Regions from separate parts of the Sus scrofa genome. Here region 1 is linked to region 2. Evidence: chromatin contacts called from public Hi-C data. All regions are on one chromosome and are shown on one strand. Each heading gives the region's core, a stretch centred on a gene start, on an enhancer-like site or on the middle of the called end of the contact. The rest is flanking DNA. Distances are from core to core; before and after follow the strand shown.

Region 1 (6,860 bases), core at 3,930-6,429, 130 kb before region 2:
AAACTCATTTTGTTGAAACCCATGTGGTCATCTATCCTGTACGGGAGGGAGGTCCATCGACAAAGACAAATAGAAGAGAGATGGGGAAAGGCCTTTATGTAACATTCTGAAACAAACACACTTCAGAGAGTGTGTGGAGGAGGAAATGAGAACCAGTCATTTCAAAAGAAAGCTAACCAAAAGCCCAGTCCACATAAAACTGTGCAGAGGAGGGAAGTAACTGGATCACTGGGAACTACCGCCCCAAGGAAGCAGCTCAAGAATTCTTCCGAGGAAAAAGCTACACTGTGGCTTTCTCGAGAGTGTGGGAGACCCCTCCAGTGGCCCCCAGTCCAGGCAACAGTGCCACCCACAATCCAGTTTGCACATGTCAGAAACCCTGTCCTAGTCTACCTGACCTCCCCCTCTCCCCCTCTATTATTATCCATCACACCTAGGAAAAGACTTCTTCTTCACCCCTCTGTACCCACTGCTCAGGCCACCATCCCATCATCTGGGGTAGCTTCCCAGTGGCCTCTCTACAGCCACTCTTGCTCCCTCTAATCCATTGGCCACGCTGTGGCCAATATGGTCTGAAAAATGCTACTCTCGTGGTAGCCTGCCCATGGCTTCTCACTGCTCTTCAATCAGGTCCAGCAGGTTGACCACAGGCTACAGCATCTGCTGAGACTGGTCTCTGCTGTTTAGCTCCACCCTGCGCTTGGGGTTAGCCCCAATACTACACTTCTGCATGTCTAGCCTTCTTTCTGTCCTATGAATATGTGAAATTCTTTTCTTCCCCATAAATTTAGCATCTGTAACCTATATGCCAAGTTCTCTCCCTCCTATAGTAGAAATTCTCCCTTAGAACCTGCTGGGGAAGAGAAATAGCAAAGAAGGAGACCATATAGGCTCCCTGGCTTCCAGGGTCCTCTGCTGGTCTGTAGACTTTTCCCCTTTAGTAACTACAGGATGTACCCCAAGGTGATTGTATCAGGCAATCAGGGGTCCTTGGAAACCCCCCAGTAGCTCCCCATCTCCTTACCTCCAACAACACCATGCCTCTTCCCGCTGACAGACCACATGTTAATTCCAAATTAGTCATTAGCAGTTGTTTTCCTGAACATTTAAAAGAACATCCCCAAATGTACCCAGTGGGAGAACAGGGAGTTCTGACCTAGCAAGCTAACTTGATCCTTGGCCTGAAGTGAGGGTGTAAAGCCTCACATTAATTTTGAGTAGACAGTGCCCTTATTAGTCCACCCTCCTACCTCCTCAAACATCTTTGTATCCACTTTTGAGCTCCTCTTTGAACTATCCTCACCCAAAGCTGTTATGGACTGAATATTTGTGTCTCCGCAAAATTCCTATGTTGAAGCCCTAAGCATCTATTATGTGGTAGTATTAGGAGTGGGGGCCTTTTGGAGGTCATAAGGCTAGGGTCCCCGTAATAGGATCAGTGCCCTGAGAAGAAGAGGGAAAGACACCAGAGCTTCCTCTCCATGTGCACACACACGCCAAGGAAAGGCCATACAAAGTCACGGTAAGAAAGGGGCTGTCTATACCCCAGGAAGGGGGCCCTTATCAGGCCCTGAATCTCTTTGTACCTTGACCTGGGACTTCTAGCCTCCAGAATTGTGAAAAATAAATGTTGTGTAAGCCACTCAGTCTATGATATTTTTGTTATGGCAGCTCTAGCCGACTAAGCCTTTCCTTAGAACACTCACCCCTCTCAAGAGACCACTGTGTCCCTGGCTTAGGCACTGGGAAAGGCTAATGGGCCATTCCTCCTCCCAGGCTTCTCCCTGTCAGGAGAGGAAGAGCCCCATGATTGCTTCCTCTGTAGTTTGGTCTTTATCCCTGGGGGATGCTCATCACTGGTTTCTTCCTCAATCACCTGCAAGCATGTGCCACTGTGGAAATCAGTTTTTTTCCTGAGGATGCCACAGTCTAGTCTATGAAGAAAATCCGTTTTTCTATTTCTATGACTCTGACCTTGTGAAAATAACCCCCCCTTTTTTTTAATGCCGTAAGTATATTTGTCTCCTACCTGAACTATGTTCATTACAAGAAGGCCCTTGCCTCAACCCCTATCAGTGCATTAGCTGAGACTGCATTTCTCTGGCCTATTCAGGATGGAAGGGACTATTTTCATATCTTTTCTTCCTAGAAAGTGAAGGAGGGTCCATTCCAGTTCCTCTCCATGGCATGCTTTTCCTTTAGACTGGGATGTTACTTCCTTCCCAGTTCCTTTACCTCACTGGCTTCTGCTGGCATTTTACTTCTCAGCTCAAAGTTCCTCAGGGAGTTTTTTGTTCATTCATTCACTCATTTGTTACTTACTTCCTTGCTCTATAGTATGCCCTGGCCCAGATGCCACAGATATAATTATGAGCCAAGACAAACTTGTCTCTTATGGAGCCTGTGGGAGCAGACAATCAGGTTGGTAGGCATAGGAGTGACAAGATCTAGGAACTCATTACTGGATGGATGCAAGGGAGGGCAATGAGGGAGAAGAGATGTGTGAGCATTCCACCATGGAGAAGTGATTTTTAGGAGAAAGCAAAGCACATATTAGGGATTGAAAGAGGGCTGGGGTTGCTTGGGCAGAGAATGAGGGATGTGCTTCAGTAGGAGTTTGGGGAAAGGAAAAAGGCAGAATATCAGAACTTTATAGGATATACTCTGAAGCATGTCCTGATTCTAAGAGTCAAGAGAAACTGAGGTTTTCAATGAGGGATGGGGTGGAGGTGTAGAAAGGTGGAGGAATAGCAGTGAGGCTAAGGGTGGCATGACAAGTTTTTCCTTTCAGAAGATCACTGAATGTGATCTGCAACATGGCTGCACTGTGTAGAATGGGCTTCAGGGGCCCTGGGTTGGGGGCAGACCCAGCAGGGGTACTGCAAGAGATGACAGTGCTAGTGGAGATAATGGCAGTGAAGATAGAGGTGCAAAATTCTGAAAGGCGCTTAAGAGCACAATCGGGGTGGGGGATATGTTGTGGGGTTGGCAATGGGGACTGAGAAGGTATGAGGAGGACTCCTGGGTTACTGGCTCCCGCACAAGGGTCGGGGGTGGATGTGCTATTTTCCCAGATGGCTAGGACTAAAATAAGACTTGGTTTGGAGGGCAGTTTGTTAAGTTCAATTGTGCCCTCCCTGTACAAACCCAACCAGTACTCAGAACTGTTGTCATTAATCATTATCTGGGTAGTCATGTGCTTATTGCATGAATTTCCGGGACAATTATTCGTTCCATGAGGGTGGGACTTGAATTGGTCTTATCCACCAGGAAATCCACAGGGCCTGACTTGTTGGCATTCAGCAAATGTTTGCTGGATAAATTAGTGACCATCTGCCTGTGTCCATTTGCCTGTGGGAAATCACTTGAAACATTCACCATTTCTGTGGCCCCCATGTATCCCAAACCAAATTTGTTACTAACCTTACATGTTGGAGTTGAAAAGCACTGGGCTTAGAGTCAAAAGATCTGGGTTGAAATCCTGCTAGTTATGTGCTGTGCTAGCAAAAAGGTCTACAGACGAGTCAGAACATTCAGAAATATGTTCCCTCTGGGGTAGAGCAACCTGGAAGCCAGGCCAGATAGAATATAAACACAGCAAACCAAGAAGTGGTGATTATCATTCTGAAAGTTATAGCTTTAACACACCCTGTAATAGCTTATTTTTAATACTGCATTTTTTATTACTTATTAATTGTGGGATCCTAGAGGGCCCTCAGATTACATCAAGGGTCTCCAAGAAGGAACTGGGTTTCCCCCTAACGATGGTGCTTCCTCAAAATGAATTTCTCTAGGAGACATTTGCCTTCCATCATTCTTTCCTTGGGAAGAAGTCAGAGGTCAGAGGGTTTAGGGTGTGAGCTGAATCACAGTGGGGAGGTGGGGACCTTTAGGCTCAGGTGTCCCGGTTCCAGACCCAACCTTGACAATGGACAAGCAATCCCAACCCTAGCCAGATCCTGAGTTTCTGCATGTAGATAATGAAAGCCTTGTGCTAATTTAATGCTGAATCCCAGGGTGGCACTAAATATCGGGGATATTGTTGCAGAGGCAGGAGAGGGGGTAGCTTCCATGGCCAAAGTCAAGGAGGTCAGAGTTGAAGGGATGAGCTTGCTGACCTAAGACATCAGGAGGCACAAGTTCAAATCTCCAGCCACCTGAGATCATTCTGTCCACTCATTAATAAGGCACCCCTTGAACCCCAACCTCAAGTATGCCCCCCACTATTTCCTATCATAGCCCCCCATTTTTGAAATAAACTATACAAATGGCACAATTTAAAATTAAATAGTTATATGTGTGATTGTGTTTTAGATGTCTCTCTGCCATCAGGCTGTAAGATCTATTAAATGCCTGTTCTGTATAAACAGATCTTAGCACAGTGCCTGCCAGGCACAGAGTGAATGGAGAACTGTTGAATGAAGGGATGGAGGGATGGAAGGATGGAGGGATGGGTAAATGGATGAGTGTGTGAGTGAGCAAATATGGAAACAATAGTCCCCAAGTTCAAAACACTGCCTGCTGTGTTGGGACTTCTGCCTTCCATTTTTTGATAAGTTCTCTCTCTTTCCCAATAACCACCTCCTACTCCCACCCTAGCAGAGCCCACACCACTCTCCTTGGCTCCAGGAGAAGACCTACATCTCCTCAGCTCACTTGCTGGGCTTGGCAGTTCGACCTTTTTTTACTGATTCTGTGGCTGCTGTCCTGGCAGTCCTTGCTTATATGATTAGAAGGGTTAGAAATTAGCTCATTTCTGAAGATTACTTCATGAGGACTAGCTGCTGCTCAATTTCTGGTTTTCCAGGAGTTTGCTAATACCTCCAAATTGATTGTGGTTCTGACAATGGTAGCAGCTCCATTGTCAGGCTGTGCTGAGTACTTCCTAAACATCATCATTCATTCTCCCTGCCACCCTATAATACAGATGCTATTCTTACCTCCATTTCCCAGATGAGGGCACTGAGGCACAGAGGTGGGTGGGAGTCCTTTCCATAGTCATACAAGTAGCAATGGGCTGAGCTGAATTTGGATTCAGGAAGTCTGGGAACAGAGACCATGCTCATAACCATTACAAAAATTTCCTCTTCTCCTACAAGTGTGTTCCTTTCAGTTAAGTTCAGATCCAGCTGTGAGATTTCTATTCTGGGGTTCATACTGGGTCTCCAAGCAATGCCCAATTGCAAAGCGGGTGAGTATGGGGAGGGCTGCTGTGTCCCAGGGAGAGGAAATATTTTGATTTTTGAGTGTTAATGGTGCATACAAGTTCTGCAGATTGTCCTCCAGGGGCTTCAGGCTGTGCTTTCAGGAAATGCTCAAGTGTCCACTTTGAATTCAATCAGCCCAGGGAGGAGGGGCAGGTGCCCAGCCTCTGAGAGCCAAGTGTGGGCCTAGGACAGCAGTGATTCTCACACCTTGGCTGCCCCATAGGAGGATACTAATGCTCTGCTGCAGCAGAAGTCATCTTTTTCTCACTACATTAACATTAATTTTACACAATAAGGATTGAAAAAATCAAATTTAGGAATTAAATCCAAAAGTGAGCCAAACAGCAGACGGTAACACATGGAGGATTGATGAGTATTTCATAAAGCACCATCTTAAAGTAATAGAAATGCTCTCAAATTAGTGCTCTTAACCCTTTTTTTTAATTGCTTGGATTAAAATCAACTCTTAAATAGGCCTGGAACCAATATGCTGTTGTTTCTTCTGTTTGTATCAATCTTACAGCTGTTGCCTTGCTAGGATTAATTTGTCTCAGAGGGGTTTCAACACTATCCTCCCTAGTGTATTTTCAGAGCCCATAATGTCATGTAATCGGGACCATGTTATTTTTGTCTGAATCTCTGGGAGTGATGTAAGAGGAAAAAGGAAACTAGCTAACTCCCAACCATTTGACCAAAGGTTAAATTAGTCTTGGCCTTTCCCCAGCTGGACAGAATGCTGCTCAAACATTTATTCCACCCAGCAGAATGGAAGTCTTCTTCCTTTCTTCCTGAATTGTTTTCCTTACATTATCCTTCCCCATCACGCCCCCAAATAATATACCAACATTCTTGTCCACATCCCTGCCCCCTACCATCTTTATATTGTTCACTATGGATCACTGGCACTGGGTACAAGTGTGTAGCAAAGTCACCGGAGATGGACAAAGATCCTGACATGGGAACTGGAGACCTTTTTCTTAAGAGAGACTTCAAACTGTTAAGTGTCTGCATGGGGGACACACTGCTTGGTCCTTTGGCCTTGTCAGCAATGCAGGTGCCCAGTGTTGCCAGCATCTCAGGAATACCCTAATGGCTCCAAAGGGTGTTATAGCTTCTTCTGAAGCCAAGCAGGACAAGCTCAAAACCCCACCCAAGCCAGTAGCTGGTTCTCTTATAAGACACAAAGACAAGTTGACTTTTACTCTGTCAAACTCACACTTCCTGTAACTACAGGAAGATCTTTTGAGGACTGCAAGTGGGTCTTTAAAAAATTAACAGCTCTCCATTGTCATTATCTTTTTTGTATTTGATAAAACTTCAGGGCATGAGTTGTGGCTATTAAAAGATATAGTAGGCCCAGTGAGGTGGTCATGTTTCCTTTGTGTGTTTTTTCTTTGTCAGCAAGCAGATTTATCCAGTGGTAAATTGCAAACTTCTGAAAAATGAAGTCTCCCCTCCCAGGACTGGGAGACACTGTGGCAGAGGAGAATGAGCTGCAACTTGGAGCTAGATGAGCAGGAAAGCAAGAGCTGACATTCACGGGGATGTCACCAGGTCTGTGCCAACTACTTTACATGCATGATTTCCTTTGACCTGTACAGTGATCCCAGGAGAGGTACTTTTGTTGTCCCCATTTTCCAAGAAAGAATTTGA
Region 2 (6,354 bases), core at 3,617-6,116:
TTTTTCTTAAGAGGAATAAAACAGTTCATGTTCTCTCGATGTCTGCAACAGAAGTAACACAAAAATAAAGATTTAAACTCTCACTCTCTAAAGAAAAAAAAAAAAAAAAAGGATGTGACTCGTAGGAAAAGCATAGTGTATGGTGAGGAAAGCTTTATCAGTTTTTTAAAAGTCAAGGCCAAGTTCATCCTTATCAATTATTCTTACTTCTTCCTACTCCATCTCCTTCAAAAGGTTTTGCAAGGATCAAATAAGATACGCTGAAAGGCTAGATAAGTAATTAGGCCCTATAAACAATGTAAGTGGTATTATAAGTATTATCTTTATTGTTATTATTGCATTGATCAAATGAACTACTACCATGTTGATAACCAACTTTTGGCACCCTATCTAAGCTCCTAGGAGGACACTTCCACAGCTTAATAAGCATAGTGAAAAACACCGTTGTTAGGAACATGGTCACTTAAAAATCCTTTGAACTGAACTGAAATTGATCCCAGAAAACAAGATATTCAATAAAAGGTTGTTAAATGAATAAATAAAAGAATAAATAGTAGTTACCCAATGTACAATAGCTCTAATTTTCAGCTGATTGCCTTTTATTTTTTTCTCTTCTAGTTTACTGGATCAGTCCTCCATAACCCTCTTCTTCCCTATGTTCTAGCTCTCTACAGTATCAAATGCTGGAAGAAAACAAAACCCCTTAATTATTGTTAGTTATGGGCATAACTCTCACTGGAAAAGTGGTCAACAGAGATATAGCACAATGCTTTTATGTGTGTTTGGGTGTGTGGGTGTGTGGTGAGGGTGCAGTGGGGAAGTGGGGAAGGGAGAGCCAGAAGAACTGGGAGAGACAATAGAGAAGGTAGGGGTGGGATTAAGACAAAAAGTTTCCTATGACTTGGGAATCTGGAAAAGATCACCACCTCTGCAGTCAGGGGCAGTCAGCAAAGTTTGAACCTCAATTTTACAATGTGTGTATTCCTATAATATATTCAGGTATTAAAAAATTTAAAAATCAGACCGATAAAACAACTCAGAAAATCTTTAATTCACAGCTAAAACCATAAAAGCATGGCTGAAAACAATCACATTCCTAAGCCAGCTATTAAGCAGTCTAAGAAAGAGAGTGCACATTCTCCTGGTCTCAAAGTGGTCCCCTCACTATTCATGTTGGTGGAGATATCAGTCTTTCCTGACTACCCATAGTACTGCCGATTTTAAAAGAATATATATGTATATGTATTTATAATATACCATATTGTTTTTAAAAGAAACATTTAAAAAACTTGGTGTCTAGTCTGCAGTAGGAGGGAAATAAAAATAGACCTATTCCAAAGAAGGTACAGCCATTGATCATTAGTCCTGAATAGGTGTTGGTACTTCAGAGAAAGAGGCTTATTTTAAAAACTAAATGTAAATGCGTGAGAGTCAATTCAAAATCGCTGGCCCTTTCAGCATCTTTCGGGACTGAACTTTAATTCTGGGGCATTTTCACCAGACAGACAAAAGCAGTAACTTCTATTGATCTCCCCCATTCTCCTTTTATTAAAAAAAATGTTAAATACTTTTAGAAGAAAGAAAAGGTAGGGAAAAAAGTGCAAAGTTTTTTAAATGTATACTACATGAAATTCTCAAAAAATATAACCATTTACATGTAAGTTGTCACTTTATATTGGTCCCCAAATCATATTTTAAAATCCTATCATTATATAACCTTCACCAAAGATATATATGTTTAACAAGACAAAAATTATTCAGGATCCATCTAGGTTTATCCTGTACCATTTTTGACACAAATATTGTACTTCCTTCCTATGTGTTATTCAACAAACCCTCTAGCATATTATTTTCTCTATTACTTTTCTAAAAATTCTAGTGAGTGTGTTATCACTGTCCTAAAGGACTGTCTGTTCTATCTTGTTCATTCTTCTGCTTAAAATTGCTAACAGAATTTCTGATCATAAGTGAATTGTTAAAAAATTCTACGTTAATTTTATTTTCCTTTTAAGTAGAAAAATCATTACCCGCTATCTCTGGCTACCAAAAGAGCAGCTCTGCTCTTTGTGTTAAAGAAGCTGCTTGCCCATGCCGCTTGTCTCAGAAAATTTAGAAGTCTCACCAAAGAGCTGAGGAGGAAAGCTGCTGGGAATGCTCACAGATACCTGACTTTACAAGGTTTTGTGAAAAAAGCTAGCCTTTAGAGTAGTATTACTCAGTGTTTATGAGGGTTGTTTGTCAAACCTAAAATAAGGTGCCTCCTCCCCACAAATTAAAGAATCAAGTTACAATCCATTATTTCATTTCTGATTGTTTTTCTTTGTAATAAGTGGGAAAGTGGATACTGGATAAGTCTCCCTGAGCTGGAAGACTCCACATTAAAGGCTTCAATTAGCTATAAATCAGTTGTCTTTCCTACTGGGGGAGAACAAGAGAAAAAAGAAAGTGGGGGTTGTCAGAGAAAAAAAGAACTGGAAGAGCTTCCAAATTAAATTCCGAGATACCTACTGCATACCTAAAACTCCTTTCAGGGGCTTTAAAGAAAATCCAAACCGAAGTACGACTAAAATCAAATCTGAGGTCCTCTCTTCCGCACGGATCTTGCATCTTAAGACCTTATTTAAAGGTCTTATTTAAAGAGCCTGGAGAGGTTAGGGACCCTCATAAAACAAAACTCTTATGCTGCATGCTTTCCCTGCTTGTTCCTAAAAGCGGAGAAGTGCCACACATTGGCACCATTGTTATGCAAACAATGCTTAAATGGTTGTAACCATTAACGACCTCTCATTAAAATGGCTTTCAAAAATTTGTCACACCATCTAAAAAAGCTAACAGGTACATTAAATCCATCTAAATTGGCATTCAAAACACGAACCACCTTGATTTTTATCCTAAAACTCAGCAGGTAAAATTTCAATATTCTGATAGATTTTTTAAAAATATCCCTTTCAAGCATTAAGCCAGAACCAAACAATTTACTTATTGACAATATTTAGTTTATCTCGTAATATGTATGACGGAAAACAATTTTAACTGTATTGTGTGTGAGCAGTATGTGTTTAAGTTGATAGGACTAGGTCTGGAGTAGAAATCAACTGAAAGGAATAGAAAATCAAACAAAACAATTATAAAAGGAATTCCAAGAAACATTACTCTAAATCGAATCTATTTCTTCCTCTCCCACCCTAATGCCATAACATAATCCCACAGAGTGTGTAATTAATACATTTTTTCCATGTCGAATTTGTGGAAAGCAAATTCTAATTACATGAAGGTGGCGAACGCATTTCTTTTTTATGCTGTGCAACAACAAAAAATTCCTGCTTGGCCAAACGAAGATGCCAGAGTTCGTTATTAAAAAAAAAAAAAAAAAAAAAAATCAGTTCAAAAGCGAACCCGTTAATTTGCACAAATTTAAAGACGTCTCAAGTTTTCCAGGAAAACTGCCACAGCCTACAAAATTTGAATGAAATGCTGACATTGGATCTACGGTATTCAGCAGCCAGGTTTCCACGATATCTACAAAAGCGGCCAGAGCGCTGCGTGCCTTGGACGATCCTACGGGAAAGCCGCTCGCAGCGCACCGAGCGGGCTGCAGAGAACCCGACCGGCCCCTGAAGGCAAACCGCTGAGAAGAGACCGACTGCCAGACTGCATGGCCAACCTGGCGAGGAACGCTTCTTCCCAGTTAGAGGAGTCAAAGCCGACGCCTTTCCCGCAGCAATAGGAACCCACCCGAAGAATCGGACCAGAAGGCGGGGGCAGATGCGGTTTGGGAAAGAGCCGTTGACCCTCAGAACCTCGAGAAAGGCTGGGGCGGGTCCCCGAGGCGCCCAAGACCCCGAAGGACTCCAGAAACCCCAACCCTGAGGTCAGAGTGTCCCTAATGCTGCGCGAGGACGACAGCCTGGCCGGGGAGACCCCGGCTCCCGACCCCGTCGCGCCGCCCTCTCCAAGAGACCACGGAGAAGAAAGAAGATTCCAGAAAGTCTCCGTGGACGGCAGGCCCTTGCGGAGCCTTACCTTGGTGTACTTGATCTCGAGGTTGGGCGTGGGCGACGGCAGAAGGTGCAGGGACGCCATGAGGGCGGCGGGGTCGGCCTTCACCTCGCCGGGCATCTCGATCTTACTGGAAGTCATGGAAGCGGGCCGAGGTCTCGCTTACCCGCGGCGTGGGCTGTGCGCGCGGTCCGCGGGCCGGGGGCGCGCTCGCCTGTATATAGGCAGGTGTCAAGCTGGGGCTCTTCTTATTGGACGTGAGGGCAGAGGCGCGGGGGGCTGGTCCATCCTACCTAGGACGCCTGGGCTCAGCCCCGATTTACATAAAGCCCGCCGCCCGCGCTGCGCGGCCGGGAAGCTGGTGGCCCACGGTCAAGTGCGTCTGGCGCCCCCGTCCTCCCCCCGACCGCGGGGACTGGCTCACGCCCACGATGCCGCCGCTGTCCTCGACGGCGGGATCGAAAACGCGCGCCGCTGCCCTGAGGAACTCAGCCAGCCAGCCAGAGCTCGCCCTGGCCGGGACAGCGTTGGCGAGAGGCACACCTTGGCAGATATCGGGTACCAGTCGTGGCCCCGGAAGCGGAGCGGGGACTGGAGGGGGACCCGAGCGGCCCGGCACTGACGCGGCCCCGAGAGTTGGGCGCCGTGCCAGTGAGAGAAGCCCGGGGAGCTGAGAGGGGCCGGCCGAGGATGGGGCGAGCGACGCTGCAGCGGCCGCGGAGGTCCGTTCCCGCCCAGGGCCGCGGAATCCCAGCTCCCCTCTCTCCTGGGTACCCGCGGGACCCCCTCCGTTCTCCTTCCCTGGCCAGGGGCGTCGGGTGCTCCGCATCGACCCCTGTCCCCGCACATACCCGGTCCCCGAAACGGGGCCCGACGGGTTGTGATACGCAAAAATCCCTCGCCCCACATTGAAAATGAGTATATCCCCTGGAGCCGGTCGACGCCGCGCTGCCCTTGCCAGGACTCTCCTGCCCAGCTGCTGCCCTCTGCTGGCTGGGACCGCCCCCGGCGGTCTGGGCTGCGTCAGGAGGATGGAGCTTTGGTCCTCCACCGCTGCTCTGAGAGAGTTGGAGATTGCATTGGTCCCTCATGGTTTCACTTGGATCCCTGGTTCAGCACTTACTCTCATCACTCCAGGACACGCAAGGGTACCCCAGTTTTGCTTTTCTGTTGTTCTTCACTCCAGCACCTATAATGGGCTCCTCATTTAATTGCCCCTTCGAGATGAGCTCCATATCTATAATGCTACCCCTAATTTAAGCATTTCAGTGCTCCAACAGGTCTTATAGTTTGTGGAATGCTAGAGGTCAGCATATAGGTCCAGATCAAGAACACAGAGGACCTCACATCATATTGGACTTCTGGCTCAGTGGCTAAATCCGGGGTCCAGATGAAAAGACCTTTATAGGTCACTTCCCCTTCTCTCAGTGTAAGCTTGACAGAGGCCTATTGATTCTTATCTTAAATGCTGTTTTTAGAACTCTTAGAACTCCCATCCCCCCTTTTTTTGGCCTTGCTTCTGGCTTGGGGAAGTTCCCAGGCAGGAATGGAGCAAGCCCACAACTGTAACCAGAGCCACAGCAGTGACAATGCCAGATCCTTAACCCACTGAGCCACCAGGAAACTCCCAGAACCCCTTTTCTTTAGTGTTAAGTGTAAACCAGAAAAGATACTTTCAGTAACTAAAAACTGCTTTTATGCCCAGTGTTTGAATACTAAACAACAGTAGAAACAGACAAAAAAAATCTTGTTTTAGTATTAGAGCTAAAGAAATAACTTCTGGTATCTCAGAACCCAGAGTATCTACACAAGGTTACCAGAGTGAATTGGATTTTTGTTTTTGAGGAACTATGGACCTTATCTTAGGCCGTTGCAAGATGTCAATTCACAGGGGATCTCTATGGCCAAAAATTATGCCTTAATGACAGTACATGTTCATGAAATAGATGAAAACCTTAGGGAGTTAGTGATATAACTGAGAAATTTAAGGTTAGTTCAGTTGAGGAGCAAGGGAGAAGGCAGTAGCAAAGGAAATCAGGATGCTTGTGGAACAATTCTACAAACATGTTTTGAGCACCTTCCAATGCAAGCTGTAGTGCTAGAGACTGGGTTACAAACCAGATGGACAGCTCTTGCTGCTAGTGAGCTTAAAATCCCTTCCCCACAGAGTTAGATCAATGACTATGATACACTATGGGGAAAAGTTACACAAGAGCATCAACAACACCATCTGGGTGCCCCACCAAGGAAGAGGCCAGCTCTCTAGGGAAGCTGACCTTGGACCTGAGCCTTAAAAGATCAGGTTTCAACGAAGGAGAGAAGGACAATATAGCCATAAGAGTCCACAAGAGCAAA

Evidence for each region. A called contact is a pair of places that touch in the nucleus more often than the background predicts.
Region 1: a Hi-C map of skeletal muscle shows a contact between it and region 2, with 4 times the contacts expected there. The contact joins the enhancer-like site here to the promoter of ALDH1A2 in region 2. A contact is called at or near these places in 6 of 47 Hi-C or Micro-C datasets (embryonic fibroblasts, epiblast stem cells, heart right ventricle and 3 more).

Annotation. Positions count from the first base shown.
Region 1 is chr1:114,061,135-114,067,994 of Sscrofa11.1, reverse strand. LOC102160341 (a long non-coding RNA gene) reads right to left here and starts at 1,620. Exons shown (of 5, transcript XR_002344711.1): 1 at 1,025-1,620. Within about 2 kb of position 5,179, at least 8 of the 83 cell types and tissues checked have an H3K27ac peak or open chromatin away from gene starts, as enhancers often do. A contact at or near this core is called in skeletal muscle, where this site is marked.
Region 2 is chr1:113,931,234-113,937,587 of Sscrofa11.1, reverse strand. It overlaps ALDH1A2 (retinal dehydrogenase 2), which reads right to left and starts at 4,866. Exons shown (of 14, transcript XM_021094606.1): 1 at 4,851-4,866; 2 at 4,024-4,213. The coding sequence starts at 4,140.